Linked DNA regions of Mus musculus: region 2 is linked to region 1. A link is a contact called in public promoter capture Hi-C data. All regions are on one chromosome and are shown on one strand. Each heading gives the region's core, a stretch centred on a gene start, on an enhancer-like site or on the middle of the called end of the contact. The rest is flanking DNA. Distances are from core to core; before and after follow the strand shown. Region 1 has its middle 8.5 kb from the start of Rnf11. Region 2 has its middle 24 kb from the start of Gm40226.

The links. Capture Hi-C pulls out chosen DNA fragments and counts their contacts.
Region 2: a promoter capture Hi-C map of adipose tissue shows a contact between it and region 1. The contact joins two enhancer-like sites. A contact is called at or near these places in 1 of 15 datasets of contacts at CTCF or cohesin (the NIH/3T3 cell line), 3 of 484 Hi-C or Micro-C datasets (the 3T3-L1 cell line, bone marrow-derived macrophages and myeloid progenitors), 4 of 115 datasets of contacts at active chromatin or transcription factors (the SCID.adh cell line, embryonic stem cells and forebrain) and 2 of 9 other capture datasets (adipose tissue and liver).

Annotation. Positions count from the first base shown.
Region 1 is chr4:109,482,471-109,487,456 of GRCm38.p6, forward strand. No RefSeq gene overlaps it. Among named protein-coding and RNA genes, the nearest start is that of Rnf11, 8.5 kb to the left of the region's middle. Within about 2 kb of position 2,256, at least 70 of the 459 cell types and tissues checked have an H3K27ac peak or open chromatin away from gene starts, as enhancers often do. A contact at or near this core is called in adipose tissue, where this site is marked.
Region 2 is chr4:109,572,326-109,577,311 of GRCm38.p6, forward strand. No RefSeq gene overlaps it. Among named protein-coding and RNA genes, the nearest start is that of Gm40226, 24 kb to the left of the region's middle. Within about 2 kb of position 2,761, at least 10 of the 459 cell types and tissues checked have an H3K27ac peak or open chromatin away from gene starts, as enhancers often do. A contact at or near this core is called in adipose tissue, where this site is marked.

The DNA.
Region 1 (4,986 bases), core at 1,006-3,505:
GGAAATATTCCTGATGACAGGTATTGATGGCCAGACACAGACATGAATCCTTTTCAACACCAAAAACACAACAGCTGTGACTGGGTGTGGGTTCTGGAACCCTGACTCTAGGGGTGGTGAGGGAAAGAAGGAAAGACAGATACAAATATAGACAGGAAAGCTGGGTTTAGGTGGGAGCATGCTACCTCCGATGGAGGGCACCTACTACCACAGCTCCCCACCCCCTGGAACCTCAGCATGCTGGCTAGGTACAGCACAGGGGGAGGGGAAGGAGATCTTAGTTGGAAACCTCTGTCCATGAGCAGTTTCAGGTTGGAAACATCTGGGAGCAGGAAGCTGCAGTTTCTAGTTTTGTGCTCAGTGGTCACTTTGTCCCACTGGAACCTGGGAGGAAAGCTTTGCCAACCCTCTTGAGCCTGGCCCACATGGGGAAACTGCTTTGCCAGTTTCTCATGGGCCGAAGGCCTTGGTGTCCTTGGCATCACAGTGCTCTGTCAACATTACATACACAGACTCCAGGATTCCTCTTCTGCCTAATACAATCAAGAAGCCTGCCACACTGAATGAAAAACTTAGCCTGGCTTTAATATTGAATTCATAGCTATCTCTAGGTAGTTGAGAAGATTCATCAGTCATTATTTTTTTGCTAGGAAAGTAGGTCAGTGACAAATCACTTGCCCAGCATGCACAAGGTCCCAAGTTCCATCCCTAGTACTGCCAAGAAACGGGAGGAAGATGGGCAACAACAGAGAATGGCAGAATCATTCAAATTGGACAAGGCCATAGCACCTATAGTTCCCCCACCTCAGGAAGCCAAGGAGAGGGGCTCACTGGAGCTCAGGAGTTGGAAACATGCCTTGAAAAACAGGTGCCAGGTATGGGGCACGGGAGGCGGCAAGGTCATTCCCAGTCACAGAGTGAATTTGAGGCTTTTCTGGGCTACAATGAGACCCTGTCTCAAAACAAAACCACCCAAGTGAAGTGTTAATGATTCACACCTACAATCTTAGTACTCAAAGGCTGAGGCAAAAGACATATGAGAGTTAGCCTGGGCCACATAGTAAGTTCTAGGCTACCCCAGGATACAGTGTGAGATCTTGTTCCCTCAAAAGCCAAACAAGGACAAAAACAAACTAGCAAAAGAGAAAACAAAAGGTGGGTCTTTGGCTGGTGTGAAGACCGCAGGGGCGTTTTTGGGGTAGCTCCACAGGAGCTGACTGAGGAAGCAAATCACCTGCCAGAGCACATGTTCAGTGTGGGGAAGGGTTCCCATTCTGGAAACAGACAGTAGTCTGCGCTGAGTCTTAGGCTTTTAAGCTTGGGATGGCAGCCTTGCTCAGGAGCCATGTCGCAGCTACAATTTGAAAGTCTTTGAGATCTGATTAGAGAAAACCCCGGGCTCTCCAAGCATATCAATAAGTACAAGATGCCCGTGTGCATCAGGAGCCACAAGAAATCTTGACCCAGTTCTGAGATGCTCTCCTGAATTGCTATGCTAATGAGGAGGATCATTGTTAGGAATACACATGTTTTGAGCTGGCTTATTAGTAGGGCCTGTTGGAGCAGCCATGTGATTCTAGCTGTGCAATAGCTGAGGCAGGGGGATCACAAGTTAACGCCCTGCCTATACTATGAGAGTGAATTAGAGGCCAAAGAATTGAAAGCCTGTCTCAAATAAGAAATCAGTCTGGGGTGATTCCCTTCCAGGTCAGTTCCCTGTGGCTTTCTCTAGCTTATCTACCTCAGTACACTCTGCTTCCCTGACTTAAAACAAAAAACAAAAACAACAACAAAAACCAAGCCTCTTAAAGTGTTATATACCTTGGGCAGTGGAGACAGGACTACAAGGAGTCATTCTCATGGGCTACACAACCAGCTACAACCCAGCATGGGCTACACAAGATCCTGCCTAAACAAGGGAGCTGGAAATATAGCTATTTGGTTAGCATGTATGAGATCCCAGGTTCAAATAAAATCTGTCTCTGTCTCTGTCTCTGTCTCTATCTCTGTATCTCTGTATCTCTCTCTCTCTCTCTCTCTCTCTCTCTCTCTCTCACACACACACACACACACACACACACACACACACGTTTTGCTTATTGTTGAGAAAGTTCTAATAAATTCTTATGAGTGATGTTCATACCAGTACCAAACTGCCTTTTCTCCATCCAACTTACCTCTTTGCTCTAAGGAGTTATGGTAGCATTTAAAAAGGCCTGTGGCTCAAGTAGGACCTTTGCCCAGGCTATTGCTGCAATGGAGGAGGATGCTGAGAAGGCACTGATGCAATTCTGAAAACATTGTGACATCTATGACTATACCAGGAACTTGTTTGTGGTTAGGGTGATGTCACCAAGGTATGCATGCTTGGCATGTGGAATAAGACACTCAAGAGGGTCATCTGGGACTACAGAGGACTCACCAAGGGTAAGGAGGTAGCACTATCAGGAACGCTGGGCTGGCTCTGGCCAACAGTTTCACCTGGGTGTGGATGAGGGCGATGCTGTGCCCCCGGAAGAGGTTTCTTAGCAACTGGCCCAGGAGTTGAACGGAACAGGAGCACAGCTGCCGACAGGAAAAGAGAAAAGCAAACGGCAGAAGAAGACAAACAAATCCCAAGAAAATTCAGAGAAGAGTTGAGAGGAAGCTTTGCAAACTCTAGTGATCTCCTCAGAAACACTTAGAGAGAAGACTGTGGTGGGGCTTGGTAGGACACTTGCCTGGTGTGCTTAAGGTGCAGCACCACCAACAAAGGAATGTGGACCCCCATATCGAAACCTTCAAACCTTACCTTATATTCCCTCCTTGCTGTCTTCCTAATCCATGGTCGATATTTTCATTAATTGCTGTTACATGCATATATGTATATACACATGTATATCTAAATATAGCCTGCTCAGTCCGTATATGTTACTCCTGTGTATGTTTTCAGGGCTGACCACTTGGTACCGGATATCCAGTTGGTGTGCTCTTCCCCGGGAGGGAAGACTATTTCTCTCACTGTTAGCATTCTTTAGTTGCCTGTTTAGTTCTTTGTGTAGGGTTGAGGCCTCATGCGCCACACCACCCCACTTTGGCATGTTTACTATTGTCCTGGTTTAGCTCAGGTTTAAGCAGTCATGTTGGTGAGACTTTATTGGTGTAGCTTCTTCGGACATTCCTAGGAGAAACAGACTCACAGCAAATTCTCTGATCCTCTGACTCTTTCCAACCACTCTTCTAGAATGTTCCTGGGCCTTAGGTGTAAGAGTGTATCCAACGGCACTGGGCTCCACAACTCTACAATTTAATTGGGCAAGGGCTTTGACTTGTTCACTTCCGTGTCTTCACAACTGTGTCTTCAGCTTTGACAATTGTATCTACAATTGTGTGAACTATAGACATTGTTTTAAAATACATATGAATGGAACATGAGAGCAGAATGTTAGAGATGTGACCTCCTTCCCCAAGGATTATGGTATCAAGTGAGTCATGCAGTGACAAAATGATTAAAAAGCATAATGAAGGTATAGACAGAATGTTGTGTTTGTCAAACTTGTCCCTGCCAAGTGGGGCTCTGTATTCCGAGATAGGAAGTCCTCGAAGCTTTCAGAGAAGTAGGCTTAAGATGCAGAATGAATTGCTTAGTGTTTGAACAGTAAGTAACGAAACACATTAGAAAGGCAGGATGTGGGAAGAAGAAATGGAAAAATTGCCTCTCTGCCTGTTCTGCATTTATTAATGGAGCAGTAATGATGAGGCCTGGCCAGCACATTGAGCTGCACAGTTTATATGTGTTGTAAAGGTGCCCGGCTGGGGCAACAAGAGGTGACTGCAATTCAGAAGTTATTTTCCAAGTTCCTGAAATTGCCCAGAGGGCAGACTCTTCCCTTGTGGTGCACACTGTTCTATTTCCACAAAGGCACTGCAGAATATGCCAGGGGTCTTACTGTGGGTAATGGGGCAAGCCAATCACTAGTGTGTTGGGGTCCAATGCAAAGAGTATAGCCCCTTAGTTGCCACAGAAGTCTTTACTCCAGCAATACTAGAGTCAGATTCAAAATGTTGTCCTCACTGAACCATATGAAAAGATATGACTGATATTTACCATACATAGCCCATTTTCTAGTCTTACTTGTATTGTTGAAAGAGAATACTTTTGGTATTGGGACACACACACAGGACAGTCCGTGAGCTGTCTTCCTTATCCTATTATCATGGTTAAATGAAGGGAGGACATGTTTTTCTCTGACCTCCACAAATGGACTGAGACACACAACTCACACACACACACACACACACACACACACACACACACACACACACACCCCAGATAGATGTAGTAAATTCTATTCAGAACAGGGAGCGTGGAGAGGAAGCTTTGGGGCCATAACTCTTAGAATTAACAGCTTTGGTCTTGGGTTGGGACCTGGGAACTTGTGAGTTAGAAGCAGGAAGATAAGGGACTTACATCATCCTGGGTTATGTAAGGAGTTTAAGGTTAGTTGAGGCTTTAAGAGAACCCAAATTCAGAATGTCTAAAACACACCATGCTCTCCCCACCTCTTTGATCATGCTTGGAAAGTTCTCCTAAACGAGGGGGTTATCTTTCTGTGTTTGTTTTTTCAAGTGAGGGTTTCTCTGTGTAGTCATGGAGGTCCTGGAACTCACTCTGTAGACCAGGCTGGCCTTGAACTCAGAGATCCATCTGTCTCTGCCTTTCTAGTTCTGGGATTAAAGGCGTGCACCACCATCGCCCAGACTTTTCTTCTTTTAACGTTTGAGCTTGTGAGATGGCTCATCAGTTAAAAGGTCCTTGCTGTCTAGCCTGATAACCTGAGCTTGATCCCCAAGACAGGGGGGGTGACCTACAAATCATCCTCAGACCTTCACACACATGTGCCCTGCCATGTGTGTGCCCACACATACTAACACAAGAAACAAGTTAAAATGTAACTAAAAGCTGGGTGTTTAATCCCAGCACCTGCCAGGGAGAGGCAGGTGGAT
Region 2 (4,986 bases), core at 1,511-4,010, 90 kb after region 1:
CAGAATCTTCAGGCTTTTCTGTTGAGAAATTCGGTGTAATTCTGATAGGTCTGCCTTTATATGTTACTTGGCCTTTTTCCTTTACTGTGTCTTGAACTAACATTTGCTTCCAAAAAAAACCAGGGCTTTTGGACCATCCTGCTAGTCTATTTAGCAAGGAAGCTAGCAATGTGTTCTAGAGTTAAAGGGACATAGACTTGAATAAAATGTAACACGGATCTCAGTTTCTCAGACCTGATAAACTAAGCTTCAGTGAGGTATATAACCACAAAAATCTCACACTATCAAAATCCATGAATTGGCAATGATAAAACATTGCTTATTTTTTTGGTAATAGGAGATGTTTGCATTGCTTTGGAAGACCAAGAATTTATAGTGTAATTCCTGTACACACTGAACCATTGGATGACCAAATAGTAGATGAAGAGAAAGGTCACTTTACTGAAGCATTTCAGCAAGTAAAAAAGTAATATTAAGATTAGACTGCCAGGCTGGACAGATGACTCAGTAACCACTGAAGTAGGTGAAGTGGAAACTGAAGGGTTCTTTGGAAAGTGAGTTTGGATGATGTTTTGCTGGGGTAAACATGTGAAGGAACATTTAGCTGAAATTGGACACAGGTGAAAGGCTAAGGCAAACTCGTGAAGTAATATTTTGCTGAAGCAGACACAGGAGAGAGGATGTCCTGCTAAAGCAAGTGCCTGAAAGGACACGTGATGAAGGATTCTTTTCTAATGACACTCATGTATTGGTCTGCCTTACCTTGTGTAGTTGAGCTGCATTTGTTGGGACTCCATAGAGAGAAACAAACCAAAACACTTCTGGTGGTGGGCTGCAGTTTCTTGCCACTTTCTTAGACTCAGGCTGGTGGGCAGAGTGATGTCAGCTGAGACAGACGCACATGCTGAGGCGAGACTCGGAGGACACATGATGTTTGGTGAGAGTATAAAAAGGACTCAGTGGACAGTGATGGAGGCAGAGCTAGGCTTGCTTACAGAGCTAGCTGTGCAACGCCTGTTGGTTTTGCTTATCCGCTGATCTTTGCTGAGGCACAACTGAGGACTTCTCCTGGCATTCCTCCTGGTCCATCCTGCTGACTTGTGCTGAGGCTGAGGCCTGGCTGTCTCTGCTAGGTAGTGCCACTGCTGCTGATTTGTGTTTGTTCTCCCAACTCTACTGAACCAAACTGGACTGCTGGTGCATCTGTGACATGTTTGAGTGGATAAAGCTGCTGCTGCTGCTAACTTGTGAACTAAACTGTGGATTTCCAGACAACACAGTCGGAGGAAGTTGTTCCAAAGAACCTTTCTAAACAGATCCACTTCCCCTGTATCCTTTCTTTCCCACTACCTCTGGTGGGAGGTGAGCCTCAACGGAGGTTAAAGCGTTTAAGAACCATCATTAAAAATAGGTTTTGGGAAAATTAAAGTTACAGTTGGAAGTACCGGCTGCTCTTCCAGAGGACCCAAATGAGAGCCTTTTGTAACTCCAGTTCCAGGGAATCTGATACCCCTAATAAAAACAAATTATAATGTCATCATGGAGATCCCAATGAATTATAACGCTTCAGCAGCACTAGTTACCAGCACACCCAGATGTGATGAGCCTCTGGTTGCTATTCCAGAGGAGGGGCTCATTTCCCAGCATCCATGTGGGGACTCACAACTATCTGCAACTCCAGTTCCAGGGCTTCTGACACAGACACACAGGCAGGCAAAACACCAATGAACATAAAGTAAAAGTAAATTATATATTTAAAAATAAACAATAAGCATTTTACCATTAATGTGCCCACTCAGAGGTCAGAGAACAACTTTTGGGAGCCAGTTTTTAGTACAGTTGATTTTAATGCCAATTTGCCAGAAGTTATAATTGCCTAAGCTGGGAGCCTCACTTGAGGAAATGTGTTGATCTCCTTGATGGATGTGTAAAGACCCACCCTAGGCAGCATCTTCCAGTAGCGCCAAGGATAAAAAGGCACGGCGCCTTTGCTCCTTGGTCTCCTCTCTTGTCCTGCTGCTGCAGTTGCCTTCCCTGATGCCAGAACCAGCTTTTCCAAACTCTCATCATGAAAGACTAGCACCAGCAGCTCTCCAGGAACCGCTCACTCGGCCTTTTGGCACCAGGTTGGAACTGCGGAGGCACCAGCCTTGTGGAAAAAGCAGCTGTTGGTTGTCTGGCTGCCACCCATGGAGGACAGCCGCTGTGGGACTACTTCAATTGCCGAGGCACTGGCCTCAGGGACCACGGAACTCCTGGGTTCTCAGCTGGGGGTGAGGGAAGAGAATTCGATTGTTGCTGTTTTAAAGGAGCCAGGAGAGGGCAACTCCAGATCCGAATAACTGGAGTTGCCTGGAGGAGTTGGTTTGAAGCTGAATTGGAGGCCAATTTTTTAACACATAGATTTTGAAACATTAAGCATCTGAGTGGGGATGCCAAAGAGCCAGTTAAATAAATAGGTCAGGGGTCGAAGCGGAGATCTGGCTGGGGTAATAAGAGAAGTGGCGAAGTCATGGAATCCTCAGGGTCTTTATCCATTACTGTGTTTTTATATAGTGTATACATTTTTTGGCCCCCAAAAGAAGGTATTCGGGCGGGGGCGGGGTGCAGAGAAAAGGACCACAGGCTGAGAGGAAAGCGGCAGTCTGGGGCTATACAAATCCTGTGACCACACGCAAGTGACTGCTTTGCTGGGGGCCTGCCCTAGACTTGAGTCAACATTTTCAAAACTAACCCCTGACCCAGTATCCTGGAACACCCAGGGCTTGGAGAAGCAGTGTTAAAAAAGAGTTGGGTCAGAGGGAAACCAGGGACCAGGCTGAACCTTCTGCAGAGATCGTCCAAAGCACACGATTGGATTTTCAGGGTGCACGGTGACCTTAGACAACCCAACTCGGGTCTTCAACCTTTGAGAAACCAGAGTGGGAGATGTAGTGGCCCAGGAAGCGGTGGGAGAACTTTTTATTTATATAAATGGCTATTAATTGAGATGGTTCATTTTTCAACAGATTCAGATGTGTGAACAGCGAGTCTGCCTTCTATTTCAGTTCCCTTTCTACACAGCCAGTGTTAGTGATTTCATCATATGACCACTGTATTCTGTTATTTCAATGGTGATAACTTAACAGTTCCCAGTTAATGGAGATCAAGTCATCTCCAAATTTTGCCACTACAAACTCTGAATAATCTTTTACATGTCATTTCTAAAAAAAAAAAAAAATGTAAATTGCATGTATAGGTGGGAATTTTGTTAACATGAAATAACACATAATAGTATGTGCATTTGTAATTTTGATAGGTTTTACCAAGCTGCTATTGTAGGAGTGTATCTTATGTGCTCACACCAGCACTGTAAGGGAATGGACATCTTTCCATCAATCTTCACTACCCTGGTAGCATGGCCAACTTTTTCCTTTGCTTGTTTGGGAGACACGTCTCACCTCAGTATGGTCTACTATTTTTCTCACTTTAGAAAGGCTTATTTGCGTGTGTCCTTTACCCGCATGTATATGTGTTCCTTGGCTGCCCTGGAACTGGAGTTATAGACCGTTGTGAGCTGCCATATGAATGCTGAGATCAAACCCCGGTCCTTTGGAAGAGTAGGCAGTGCTCTTAACTGCTAAGCCGTCTCTCCAGCTCTTAGGAAGACTGTTTTTTAATGTATTTGAAATATTTCTATATTCTTCCTGTGAACAATCTGCTGCTTGAAGACTTTTGTTGTTGTTGTTGTTGTTGTTTTGTTTTGTTTTGTTCTGTTTTTGAGACAAGGTTTCTCTTTGTATCCCTGGCTGTCCTGGAACTTATTCAATAGACCAGGCTGGCCATGAACTCACAGAGATCCACATGCCTCTGCCTCCTGAGTGCTGGGATCAAAGATGTGCACCACCATACCTGGCACTTGAAGACTTTTGAAGAGAGAGAGAGGAAAAAAAAGAGTTTCAAGACATTTTTAAAAATGTCATAGACAATAAAATATTTCTATTATTCAAATTTAGTTTAAAAAAATCTTTCAAAACATTTTAGGGAAAATTCAAGAACAAAGGTTACAGTTATATAAAATCTTAGTTCGGTGACAATGCCCCCGGGGGATCTGCTTAGCAAGACCACCATGAGAAGTCACAGAATTGAATATTTGAACTGGATAAATCTTTCTGAGTGTTACCCAACCTCAGATATTTCATTATAATAACATAACATTGACCAAGATTATGTTCATAGCCAGATAGCCAGTGAATGATTAAAGGTTTTTAAAGACGATTTCTCAAAGGGTTTTTTTTTAATCTCTTAATTTTTTTTTACCATGTATCAATTCCCTTTGCTTAACAGAGCCTAAGGTTAAAGCATATGAAAGCAACAACTGAGCGAATGCACACACACACACACACACACACACACACACACACACACACATACACATATACACACATAGACACACACAAACATATACACACAGACACACACACATTTATGTGTAAACACATGTCCACTCTACACACTAAAATGCTTCAGATTATAATATCCATTTGGTGTTTTCATCACCAATGGACCAATCTGAGATTGTATATAAACAATTAATACAGAAAATAAGAAAGAAATGTGCCCATGCTAAAGCTAGTTGATTAGCTTACTTTTCAAGTTGAAGCTCTTTGAATGAGAATAAGGGAAATTACCTGCAAACATTATGTTAAATTACATGTCATTTTATGGCTTTACTTTTTAAAACAAATAACTTTCATTTATAGTGTCTCCCTACAGATGTTTGTGTATCCCAGCTATTTGATGAAACAGCCACAAGATGGTGCCATGGTTAACATGTTAGCATAGGGATTTGAGAACTACAAGGGGGAACACGGACACATCATTACATGGAAGATGCCGTCATACTTTCCCGACTCAACTGTATCACTACCCATTAGTGAATGCCATTTCCAGATGACTGCGTTTCACATCCGTGGTTTTTGTTTTTTGTAAACAAATTTCCTCATT